2 separate regions of the Mus musculus genome follow, and region 2 is linked to region 1. A link is a contact called in public HiChIP or PLAC-seq data. All regions are on one chromosome and are shown on one strand. Each heading gives the region's core, a stretch centred on a gene start, on an enhancer-like site or on the middle of the called end of the contact. The rest is flanking DNA. Distances are from core to core; before and after follow the strand shown. Region 1 has its middle 69 kb from the start of Gm33172. Region 2 holds the start of 3110015C05Rik (RIKEN cDNA 3110015C05 gene).

Evidence for each region. HiChIP or PLAC-seq counts read pairs in DNA pulled down with a chosen protein or histone mark.
Region 2: an H3K27ac HiChIP or PLAC-seq map of neural progenitor cells shows a contact between it and region 1, with 6 times the contacts expected there. The contact joins the promoter of 3110015C05Rik here to the enhancer-like site in region 1. A contact is called at or near these places in 1 of 15 datasets of contacts at CTCF or cohesin (the NIH/3T3 cell line), 7 of 484 Hi-C or Micro-C datasets (LSK cells, cerebral cortex, cortical neurons and 2 more), 2 of 115 datasets of contacts at active chromatin or transcription factors (neural progenitor cells and stem cell-derived neural progenitor cells) and 1 of 9 other capture datasets (embryonic stem cells).

The regions. Positions count from the first base shown.
Region 1 is chr13:110,749,569-110,755,952 of GRCm38.p6, reverse strand. No RefSeq gene overlaps it. Among named protein-coding and RNA genes, the nearest start is that of Gm33172, 69 kb to the right of the region's middle. Within about 2 kb of position 1,777, at least 15 of the 459 cell types and tissues checked have an H3K27ac peak or open chromatin away from gene starts, as enhancers often do. A contact at or near this core is called in cortical neurons and neural progenitor cells, where this site is marked.
Region 2 is chr13:111,225,021-111,231,297 of GRCm38.p6, reverse strand. It overlaps 3110015C05Rik (RIKEN cDNA 3110015C05 gene), which reads left to right and starts at 1,867. Exons shown (of 3, transcript NR_045908.1): 1 at 1,867-2,356.

The sequences.
Region 1 (6,384 bases), core at 528-3,027:
GAGGGGAAACCAGGAAAGGGGATAACACTTGAAATGTAAAGAAAGAAAATATCTAATTAAAAAATGTTAAAAAAAAAAAAAGGAAATTTCTTCTGCTTCTGATGCAGATAAGGAAGTCCTGATGACCTCAGTGATGTGGCCCATGATCCAGAACATCTGAGCAGATGTAAAGGACTGGATTCTTGCTTTGCCTAGTGTTTCAGTGTGGTCAACAGCTCAAGATGGCCAGAGCATAACAAACCATGGACACCCAGGCATGGGATATGACTGCATGTTGTCGCTCACAGATAGTTTACTTTGTTCTGGCTTTAGAGAACAGCACTGCTAAGAAATAGGGCTGAGTTTGGTGGTTGATTATGGGATGGATCCCTGGCTGGGGCAGTCTCTGGATGGTCTATCCTTTTGACTCAACTCCAAACTTTGTTTCTGTAACTCCTTCCAGGCGTGTTTTGTGCCCAATTCTAAGAAGGGCTGAAGTGTCTCTAGCTGCATATGTAGCAGAAGATGGCCTAGTCGGCCATCATTGGGAAGAGAGGCCCCTTGGTCTTGCAAACTTTATATGCCCCTGTACAGGTGAATACCAGGGTCAAGAAGTGGGAGTGGGTGGGTAGGGAAGTGTGTGTGTGTGTGTGGGGAGCATTTGAAATGTAAATGAAGGAAATACCTAATAAAAAAACTGGAAAAAAAAAGGGGCTGGGAATGTGACTCAGTGGCAAAGTATTTACCTAGTATGTGTTAGGTCATGGGTTCAATCTCCACTAACACACACACACACACACACACACACACACACACACACACACACACATACACACACACACACACACAGAGTCACACAGACACACAGACATACACAACACACACACACATACACACACAAACACACACACACACACACACACACACACACACACACACACACACACACAGAGTCAAAAGACAAATACAAAACAAAGAAGCAGTTTAGCATGTGATCTACTTTACAGGGTCTTTTCTCTTACAGCTGCTTTAGAAATGTGGCCACTCGGAAGAGAGAGGCTGGATGACAGTGCCACCATCTGTGTCCTCATAACAGTGGCTGTCCCTGGAGTTCTGGGACCCAGATTTCATTGACCCAGTTCCAGAGCCTGTAGACCTTTCTGACATGTTGAGATCCAGATGGAGCCCAGCATTCCACAGCCAGAGTGAAATTCGACTTTGCAAATTGAACGCTACGAGATAAATATGTTCTCGGTTGAAGACTAGACATAGTACATGCGCTCTTGCCCTTGTAGCATTGTTGGCGGATGCAAGTGTTTCCAGTTGCCATGATACCGCATCACTGCTCAGAGTCTACGAGTCTTTGGGCCAAGCATAATAGTCTGCCTGTTACTGTACTTCACTTTATTTAGCTCCACACTCAATGCACAGCAAGACATGTTTGTTAGCTGCACGACCAGAGAATATGATAATTGCCTTCCCATTATCTAGGACACAATAATGTGATTGGATCAAAAATGTTCTGTATAATAGTAGGATCTTGATGTATTCCTGTATCCTCCCAAATTTACCAGATGTGATTCAGTAGAAAATAATATGGACACAAAGTGAGGCTGAAAGAATCCAACCTACTGTTTCCAGTTTCCTGACTGTGACAGACTCTATATTTTAAGTGAATTGAAATGCATTAATGAAACAAAGAACTTTGAAATTACAAAAAGCCGTTCTATTTCCTCCCGTCCATTTACTTCTTACTATTTGATAAGAGAACACGCATCCTTCACTTCCCAACTCCACCAGATCCCTGATCTGTTTTAGCATGAAGGAGATTTTGGCATGAAGGAGATTTTGTTCCCTCTGTGCCTGTCCTGTTAAAATGACAGTTATGCAGTACACCACCAGCCAGAGGCACCTTGAAACTGCTCAGAATCAGGCACAAATGCTCACTGCCTCTCCTGGTCACTGTCATCTCCTCCTCTCAATTTTGTTGTTATTACTTGGGGGATGGATTTCGCAACTATACATTCTCCAGTTCCCCTTGACACTGAGTCTAAACCATGTTTCACGTGGGGCGAACCTCTCCATTCCTCCACAGCACCCTAGGCTTGTTTCAGTCCATATTTTACTAGCAATAGCACTGTTGATTGCTCACATGTGATACCTACATACAGATCTCCAACTTTTCTTCTTTTTAGCCCAACCAAGGAAACAGTTCATCCAACCATTGAATCCACTTGACCCATCATTAGCTCCAGTTCTGAGATCAAATCATTTTCTTTCTCATGTAACTTACATCCTATAGACTCTGCTGGGCCCTTACGATCAGTATTATACTTTCCTAGAAAACTTTTAACTCTGCTTAGATTTAATTATTCAGTTATTCCCCATTTTATATTGCATGGATGAAGATGGTTCTATAGAAAAGTGCACAAAAATAAAAAAAAAATAATGACAAACATATCAATCAAATGCTAAATATGGTAGTACAACACCTCTATAGTCCAAGTATTTGTAGGGATGAGATATAAGATCGGAAGTTCAAAGCTATCCTGGGCTAAATAGCAAAATGGGGCCAGCCTGGGATACATGAGTTCCTTTATAAGAAAGAGAAAAACAAAACAAGACAAAACCTCCACAACCAGAGCAACAACAACAAAAGCTTTCTGAAGGTCTCAACAGTGTTAAGCCACTTTACCTTGCTCCTCTCTTCTATTCCACAGCTTATGCCTCAGCCCAAGATTTTGAGATGATTGTTTTGCTTCTTTTCAAAATCCCCAAACATCATTTATCACTTTTTCTCAAGGTGAATCTCCTACCAATAGAAATAGGCATAATACAGTTTCAAAGATAAAATTGTTAGAAATTTCAGGACTGTGCCAGGAGGGCAGAATGCTGCAAGTTAGTGCCTTCTAAACTCAGGGTCCAATGCATCTGAATAGGCTGCGGGGTGTGAACTTGGCCTGTCTCAGACACTACACATGGGAGGGAGGCAGGAGATTCTAGCTGCATTGCAAGGCTGCCAGCACAGAGGGATCCCTTTGTTTCGGTCTGTTGGATACAGTACAGGTAACTGAATCCCAGTTCCATGTGTTAAATGTAACACTACCTGGCTGTGAGTGAATTAATCATTAAAAACGGACCAGTGAGAAAACACCATGCAAGTCTAACACAGGAGAGAGAATGAAAATGTTAGAGCTGACAAAGAGTTACGAAGGAGTGAAATCTCAGAGCAGCTAATCAACACTACAGAAATAGAAGAAACAGTAAAATAGTTAAAATATATTTACAGTATAAGTTATTTGTTTTATAAGATGTCTCACCATATAGCCCTATGTAGCCTGGAGCTTGCTATGTAGACGCGAGTGACGTTGAACTCCCAAAAATCTGCTTGCTTTTACTCCTGAATATTGAAACTAAATGTATACACCACCAGGCTGAATAAAAATGATGGCACTAATGATGAATTTCAACATTGTACTATATACCTTGACAAGTTAAATATTATATGTGTATTTGTATATACAATGGAGTTGCTTACTCAAATATTTTCTATTAATAGCTCTGATAATCTCTCCATTTCATTACAATTATGCTTCATAACTATTATAGAATTAAAGATAAGAACATAAGTAGATCCTATCTTGGGAAGTGAAGTCTCACATGTCATCATAAGTGGTCAAAAAGGATTAAAACATACTTTTGACATGTGTATGAATGTCCTTGATATTTACTGCTGAAAGAAGTGTAGACAGGGCTTTGCTTGATGAAAATCTTAGACTTCTGAAGACATCCTCATTGTTGAAATGTTTCACATGTGCATACACACACAAAGAAAAAGATAGGAAGGTAGGAAGGGTAGATGGGTATACACTGTTTCCTCCCTAAAAGATGTTGGAAAGTTAGTTAGAATACCCCAGTATTCCCCCTACTATGAAGTGGAAACACTGCACTTTGAAACATGAGTTTTACTTATGGTTTAAACACATGAAGTGTACAGGTCAAAGCCCAAGTGTGAGAAAGGATAGGGATGGATTTTATATAAACTTTGAATGGTGTTTGCTGTGGATAGTTTTCATTGTAAACTCAACAAACTCCAGAATCACTTGGCAAGAGTCTCATTGAGGGGGTTGCCCAGATCAAGTTGGTCTGTAGGTTTAATCCTTAATGGCTATTAAGCATACTGTTTCACTATGAAAATTCTTGACAACTTACATTGACATAGAATAATTCCAATTCCCTATGATACTCTCTACCCTTGTCCTTATCTTCATTTCTACCTAGTTATAAAGCCTAGAATGTATGACCTGAAGATCTCAATACATTAATTAATTTAGTAGACCTCTTTTTCCTCAGGGGTTTTATTTCAATAACCCCAGGGCATGACTGAGATATTAATATTGCTGTAGTTTCAATGTTGAATGTCCACCCAGAGACCCAGGTATCAAAGACTTTGTTTTTAAGGAGATGTTGTTTGGAGATGAGAAGGACTTTAGGAAGTTAGGTTCTATGAGTGGTACTTGGGTCTTTATGGGCATTTTCTACAGCAGTGGTTCTCTCAGCCTTTCTACTGCTGCAACCCTTTAAAACAGTTCCTCATGTTATGATGACCCCCAACCATAAGTTAATTTTGTTGCTACTTCATAAGTGTAGTTTTGTTGCAGTTATGAATTATTCCCTAAATATCTGTGCTTCCTGGTGCTCTTAGGTGACCCCTGTTTAAAAAAAAAAAAAAGTCATTTGATTTGCAAAAGGGTCTTGACAGGTTGAGAAGGAATCACAGGACCCTAGCCCGTATTTTCCTGCTACGGCTGCTTGGCATGGTCACCAGAGACCCAGAGCATTTAATTCACTTGACCTTGGACTGGAGCTTCCCAAAGTGTGAGCCAAATGAAACCTTGTATCTTTAGAAGTTATCAACGATGTTTCTTCAAGGTGACCGTAAGAGACAGTACCAAATCTTATGTATACAGTGGGTTGAGGATTTTGTTGTTGCTCTTTGCCTTTTTTTTCCTTTTTATTTGCATCTTTGATGAAGATGATTTTTTTTTAAATTAGGTGCAACAAGAGCTCATAATAAATAGAGGAAGTATAACAATTCATAGGAATAAATCTCTGTAAATGTGACCCCCCTTGAAGCAAAAGTTAATAAAACATTTTTAAGCCATGGCTCACCTTGTGTGTCTGCACAACATGAAACTGCAGCCTTGGGGCAGGCACCCAGAGATTCTGGGTCTATGATCTTTTCTCTTCAGTGTTCCACCCCAGCACTGGCCAACAGTCCCATGCTTTCTGTCTCTTGGGACCCAGGTGCTCCTTGTACATCATAGAAGGCTGCTTCTCAGAACGGGGTATTGACCTGGCTGCTTTGCTCCTCAATCCTGGGCAATCCTGCCCATCAGAGATAAGTGATGGGCACAAATATCCTGCCTTTCTCCTGGGGTATGTCTGTCTGTACAACTTTTTTTGCATATATAGGTGCCATTACATTATATATTTGAAGTAGTAAAATATGCTGCTTAGGTGAAAGGGATATTTTTCTTTATATATTCAGGATACTTTTCTATGCAATCATTTTTCAATATCTGGAGGTATTTTTATAACAATGTTTGTTTTTAGATTTTCTTTCCTTCCCAACAGCAGGGGATTAAGTCCAGTGATCACAACGATGAAAAATCAAAGTGGCGATTTTCTAAACTAATTTTAAGGAAGAGGAAGCCAATGGAAGCAAAAGCAACAGTTGGTGATTTCTGGAAGGAACAGAGCTTGTAACACAGCCGGACTGAAGGGTGTGAGGTTTGTTCACATAAACTCTCTTTGGTGTGCTTCCTTCCACCATCCAATTCTTTGAGAACTGAAGAGCTGAGATTTAGTGAAAGGTGACAGGGAAGTTTTCACAAGTCACTTAACAAATCTGTCTTGGCTCTAAGAGATGTGTTTTTCAAAGCATAGAAAAGCTTGATGCCTAAAAAGTACTATCAAATTCAAGGTATCAGGTGATTTCGTCACTGGGGGTTTCCTGAGGGCTGTGGGAGTTGATTCACATCAAGAAGTCAGTCAATAAGAGAACAATTGCACCTCCATGCCATAGAATGGATTCATAGCTGGAGGGATGGCTGAACTGTATGAACGGCATTTCAAATCTTAGTGTGTCAAATTTGCACTATAAGAATACATCTATCTCTTCCGACTATCCTTAGGGTTGAAGGCGACTCTCTTTAGTGGGTAATCAAAACCTTTCACCTGCATTAGTCTGTCATGGTGGAGGATTGCAGAGACAAAAGGAAGTGTTCAGACAAATAGAAAATCACAGAATTCCCAGCTGTTTGATGCTGCATGTCCTAAGGACACTTAGGCAGCTAGCTTCTAGAAGACAGCTTGAACTTCAAAGCAAATCCTGAGTTTAAA
Region 2 (6,277 bases), core at 618-3,117, 480 kb before region 1:
AGGCGCAAACTTGAAGTGTGCTCAGAAGAAGTTAGACGTATGCAGTGGATGGATGAGTATAGGTTAGAGGAAGAAGAGGAAAAAGAGGAGATGGAGAAGGATGAGGATGTGGAAGAGGAGGAAGGGGAGGGGGAGGGAGAGGGGAGAAAGGTGTTAAATGACTTTCAGGGCTTTCCAGGTAATAATGATATGAAATAATGATATGAAAAGTGATTTGGTCTGTTGGGAATGATCTTTCAGATGTGCCAAGTTTGAAATGCCTACTGGATTCCAAGAGCTGATGTTGAGAAGACAATTAGATGTCCAAACCAGGAACTTAGAGGGGATGGTGAACTGGAGTCACATGTCTTGGGACCTAATGTATAAATGTCTCATAAAGCCGTGACTTCTGAGGGGATGAACCAGATAATGTAGATAGATAGATAGATAGATAGATAGATAGATAGATAGATAGATAGATAGATAGACAGATAGGAGACTGTCCTGGTGCACTCTTCCATATAGAAGTCAGAAGCAATAGGAGGAGCTTGCACAGGGGTCTTGGAAGTAGGTAACAGTAGTGAGAACGTGGAATCCAGGCATAGACTCAGGAACCCTGTCTAAAGAACAAAAGATTTAAGGCTAGCTTGGTAGTGTACACCTGCAATATCAGTACCTGGGAGGTAGAGGCAGGAGGATGAGGAGTTCCAGGTCACTCTTGGCTACATAGCAACTTCAAAGCTAGTTTGAGATACAGAAAATATCATTTCCTTCCTCTACCCACCATAGAATGAGGGACTTATGAACCCTGACAAATGCAGTGGCTAAAAAAGCAAGATGATCCAGGGCTGAGTGGAAATTCATATCTATCATCTATCTATCTATCTATCTATCTATCTATCTATCTATCTATCTATCTACCTACCTATTTATCTACCTATCTATCATCTTATGTATTTATCATCTATTTATCTACCTACCTATCTACCTACCTATCATCTTATGTATTTATCATCTACCTACCTACCTACCTACCTATCATCTTATGCATTTATTATCTATCTATCTATCTATCTATCTATCTATCTATCTATCTATCTATCTATCTATCTATCATCTATCTATCTATCTATCTATCTATCTATCTATCTATCTATCATCATGTATCTACATACCTATCACCTGCTATCTATTTTACATGCATGTAACATATATGCACATATATACTATATACATACACATGCAAACATTTGTGACATCACCAGAGCACTTCTGCTTCTTTAAAATGATTTTTTTGTAGACTTTTAAAAATTATTTTGTTTTGTAGGTCAGCAATGTTCTCGCTGTTGGAAAATAATTCAAGTAATCACACAGTCATAGGCCCCCTTCTACCTCCTACTTGTTGAAATGCCGAAGAGATTTGGGGGGACCACCTATTTTAATCAAGATTTTATTCCAATACCTAGCATATTAAGCATCTGCTCTTTATTAGTCTCTCTGCCAAGATTCATAGAACATACGGACTCTTTTTTCCTGCTAGAAGCCAAGTATGATAACTATCCAGAACGAGAATCATCTTAGAATTTTGGAAAGAACATGGTTGAAAGGGCCAGAGTATCTGAAATAATCTGGTATAATGACAATAAAAAAAGAACACATGGTTTCAAACTTAGCAGATCACTGACACCAATCCCAGCTCCGTAGCTTGCCACTTGATCTCACACGAGCCTGCGGGATGCTTTCTAGCCTATAGAGTGGAATAAATATTATCACTTATTCTTTCCTTCTGGAGGGGAACAGAGCCCCCCCCCCACCTGAAATCGTGTGGCTAGAGATTATCCCAGCCAGAGAGTCAGGACCAGAACTCCTGACTTAATTTCCTATCTTGCTCTTTTCCATCTCTTTTCAAGGAGCCACCATGCCCACGTGTAGTGTAGTTTGTTTCTGCATTTTCTTTTACACCATAGTGTGCTCTTGTGAGGTCCTTGCTGGGATTAGCCCAAGACACACATCCTATCTATGTATTGCTTCATCTTCACCTGCCATGCTTTCTATCCCAACAACTCATAGGATTACAGAGTCACATCACTGAAGCATCTGGCTGCTCTCGCTCTTACATGTTTCTCTGTCTCTGTCTCTGTCTCTGTCTCTGTCTCTGTCTCTGTCTCCCTCCTTCCTCTCTCTCTCTCTCTCTCTGTCTCTCTCTCTCTCTCTCTGTGCATGGGAGAGGTTTGGCACTCCTGTACTCTTCTATTTTCTAGCCCCACTCCGGATCCCTGGGGTGGTCTCTGATGGAGTGGAGGCAGCCTGGGCATGGAGGGGAGGCGTGCCTGATGTGGGTCCAGCCGGTCCCCCATGTGCTCTGACCCCCTTTGAGGTAAGTGGAGCCACATTTCTTTCCTGGCAGCTGCAGAGACCAAGCGTCAGAAAAGGGCTTTGAAGTTTCCCAAGGAGGAAAGACATTCTATAAAGAGAAGGGCTCATGATTGTTTCCTGACTTCAGTGCGTTAGCAATGGTCTGCTGAATTTTGGAGAGCAGCAGTGGCCTTCACATTTAATTGTTTTGATTCCTTTTTAATAATAAAAAACCCTCTTAGTTAATATGATTGGAAAAACAAGCTAAAAACAATAGGAACAAATGTCAGAGCTGCTCAAATATCTGTTTGTAAATCAGATGGTGAATAAAGGCACCTAAAAGAAAAAAAAATCCCTAAACTTGGTATCATTAACTTTGTTACAACATGCAATATAAGTTTAGGATTATCAAATTTACTGAAATACATTTTCAATATATGCTTAGAATTTATTTTCATCTCCCTGTTCTATTTTCAAATAGCCCTAAGGGCATGAATTGCTTATTTTAAATTCGCCTCAAATTCAGTCCTCTGACCTTCACCCCAACTATCACAGCATCTCCCTTGATCTTGCATCTTCCTCTCAGTCCTTCTCTCCCTCATATTAGCTTCTTTGTATGTCTCTTTGTGAGGAATAGCTCTCTTCTCCCAATTGCACAAATAATATAGCTATTTTTAACTTTTGCTGACAATAGTCATGTTCATGAGCAGATATAAGTATGTGTGTGCGTATGTGAGTGCATGGGTGTGCTTATGTGCGTGTGAGCATGTCTGTGCATATGTGAGTGCATGGGTGTGCTTATGTGTGTGTGAGCATGTCTGTGGATACCAGATGTCAGTGTCAAGCATCTTTCTCAGTTTCAGTCCATTTTGTTTCCTTGAGATTGAGCCTTTCAGTAGACCTTGAGTGCACTGATCCAGCCACACTGGCTGGCTAGTGAGCTTCTGTGATCCTCCTGTCTTTGTTTCCCCAGTGCTGAGATTATAAGTAAGTATGGTTGCACACACTCTTTGATGTGGATTTTGGGGATTTAACTCAGGTCCTTGGGCTGTGTGGTAAGGACTTTACAAACTGAGCCATCTCCCTAGACCTGTAGGTTGTATAAGTTTTATAGTTTGTCTTTAATCAGCTCTAAGGAGATTGAGTGGCCATAGCCAAGATTGCTGGAATGCTTGGCAGAAGACTGTATTCATGCAGCGAGCATTCAGTTAAGGTTATCAGGCTCTGAGTGTCTACACTGCATTGTGTTATGTGAGTTGGGGCACTACACAAAGGAGCAGTTACTTAGTGAATGTTTGAAGAAGGCATGTTATGATGGGAGACACATTCTTGCTGACATAATAAGAGGGAAAGATTATAGAGGATGGGAAGCAAGCAATGTCTTGAAGAACTGCAGGCTTAGCATGGTACAGGGAGAGGAAATGCTGTTCTGGTTAGAATTGCAGCAGAGGGCATTGGAACGGTCTGAAACCCAGCAGTGTAACTGGCAGATCTATTAAACTAGAGTGGAAGTAAGGAATACAGACTTGGAACTTTAGAATAGTGATCTAGGAGAAGCAAGGGTAGAGGGATGCAGACTTGGGAGAAGGTGGGCCTGTGGGTGGCTTATTGGGTAAGGGGGCTTGCCATCAAGCTTGCCAGCCTGAGTTTCATCTCTGTAACCTGCACGTGGAGGGCAAAAATTGATACCTTCTCTAAGCCTCACATACACACTGTGGTATCTAATCACATATGCACATGAGATCAACCAGCCAATAAACCTAAACATGTATTTTAAAAGGGAAGCAGACAGCATGGGATGTCATTGATAGTGAGCTGCGAAACCCTCCTTGGAGCCCCATAGCTTGTAACTATAACCACAAAGTTCACTGAGATACATTAAGTTTGGAACTATGCTTTGAGTGTTTGAGTGTCTTCCTTAAATAAGCTGTGTGATAGCTGGGCAGTGGTAGCATGCGCCTTTAATCCCAACACTTTTGAAGCAGATGCAGGCAGATCTATGAGTTTGAGGCCAGCCTGGTCTACAGAGTGAGTTCCAGGACAGCCAGGGCTACATCCTATCTTGAGAGAAAACAAACCAAAACAAATCAACCAAACAACAACAACAACAACAACAACAACAACAACAACAAACTGTGATGTTTTAATATGTGAGGTCCTTACTATAAAGTAATTGGGGGGTGGGGGGGGGCTAGGCAATAGAGACCCAAGTAAAACATCCAAAAATAAAGTTCTCATCAGAGCTAAGGAACCAAAGATTCATGAGGACTAGACTCAGAGATTATAGAACTGGGCAGAGCTGGGATGAAAGCCTTATGTTAGAGGTAGGGTTGAGAAGAGGGATAAAGGAAGAAAGGGTGCTTCCTTCCCGACTTCAAATGCTGCCTCCTCCTCTTTCTGCCTCAGGCTGAACTGGTCAGGTCTCTGGAGGACAGTTTAGTCTAGTGATTAAACACATGGATTCTGTTAGTTCCCGGTCCGCCATATGGGCTCTATGACCTGGGACAGATCAACTTGGCTGGTCTTCAACTTTAACATTAGTCAGCTGGGGGAGAGTTAAAGCACCCTATCCTAAAGTTACTAAGAAAGTTCAAAATAGTCGAAGGAAAGGCAGGCTGCGACTCTGCTTGTGTGCTGGCTGGTGCTATTCAGGGTTTTCTTTGTTCTGATCTTCTTCTTCTTCTTCTTCTTCTTCTTCTTCTTCTTCTTCTTCTTCTTCTTCTTCTTCTTCTTCTTCTTCTTCTTCTTCTTCCTCTTCTTCTTCTCCTCCTCCTCCTCTTCCTCCTCCTCCTCCTCCTCCTCCTCCTCCTCCTCCTCCTCCCCCTTCTTTTTTGAAACGGAAGATTGAGGATCTAGTTTACTCTGGAAAGAAAAGGACAAGTAGGAATTTCCAAAAACTGTTAGTCGAACCCCCTTTGTAGTCTGCTTAGCTGATCCCTCGGCGTGAAAAACTGGGCCAGCATCAGAGCCTCTTTCCTCTTCTGCTCTACTCTCATTTCCTGATTCTGCTGGCACGTGTGGCACAGAGGGATCATCTTTTCTGCTACTTTCCGGGGAATATTCAAAGAAAGCATGAGCATCTCAGTTCAGCTGATAAAACGAGATAGCGTGAGGCCCTTGCTTGTAGGGCTAGTTTGAATTCAGCTCTACCAACTTCCTGTATGCAGAGAACCTTCAAGCACTGGCACTTCCCCATGGAGACAGGATGTAGAATTCCCCAGAGAAGAGGAAGTAATTGGTCAAGGATGTAATGCCTTTCTGTGTATTTTCTCAGGTTGTCCCCAAGAGAAGGCAGTCATTATTCTTATTTTATTGGTGCAGAAGCAAATTGACCGCCATTAGGCTACACATCTAGGTATGACTAGCAGTAGACTTCCCGACGTGTATCCTATGATGAGACTGTTTGAATATGATATGTCAATCCCAGACTTGAGTGATTGTACTCTGGCTGGTGGCAATGTTTTTGGGGTAGTGCAGGGCATAGATGGAGGAAGTAAGTTGTTAGGGTGAGCAGGTCTTGTGGGTACAGCCTGCTACCTGATCTGTTGACCTGTCTGCTTCCTGATGGGTGCCTTGTAAGGAGTCTAGTCATACTCTTGATGTCACAGAAGAGCTGGCCCTGTTGCCATGGCTTCTTTGCTATGGTGGACTGCCCCTTCTCAAACTGTGAGCTGCTTCTGTTGTGCATTTTGTCTGGCTTTGAGAAAAGTAACTAATCCAGAAGAACAATGCTTCTCTTCTCTCCCTCCAAGGAAATCTAGGAGTTTCTCTCTTGAAATAGTAGGGGACCAAATGAATGTACTATGTGTATTCCACTTTTGTGATATTCCACCTTTGAGATTTCCAAATCTCTGCTGAACCTGACATGACAACTTGGTACAGACACGGCATGTCTGTATGTCTTGTCTTACCTCATAACAACATGAGGTAACATGACAACAGA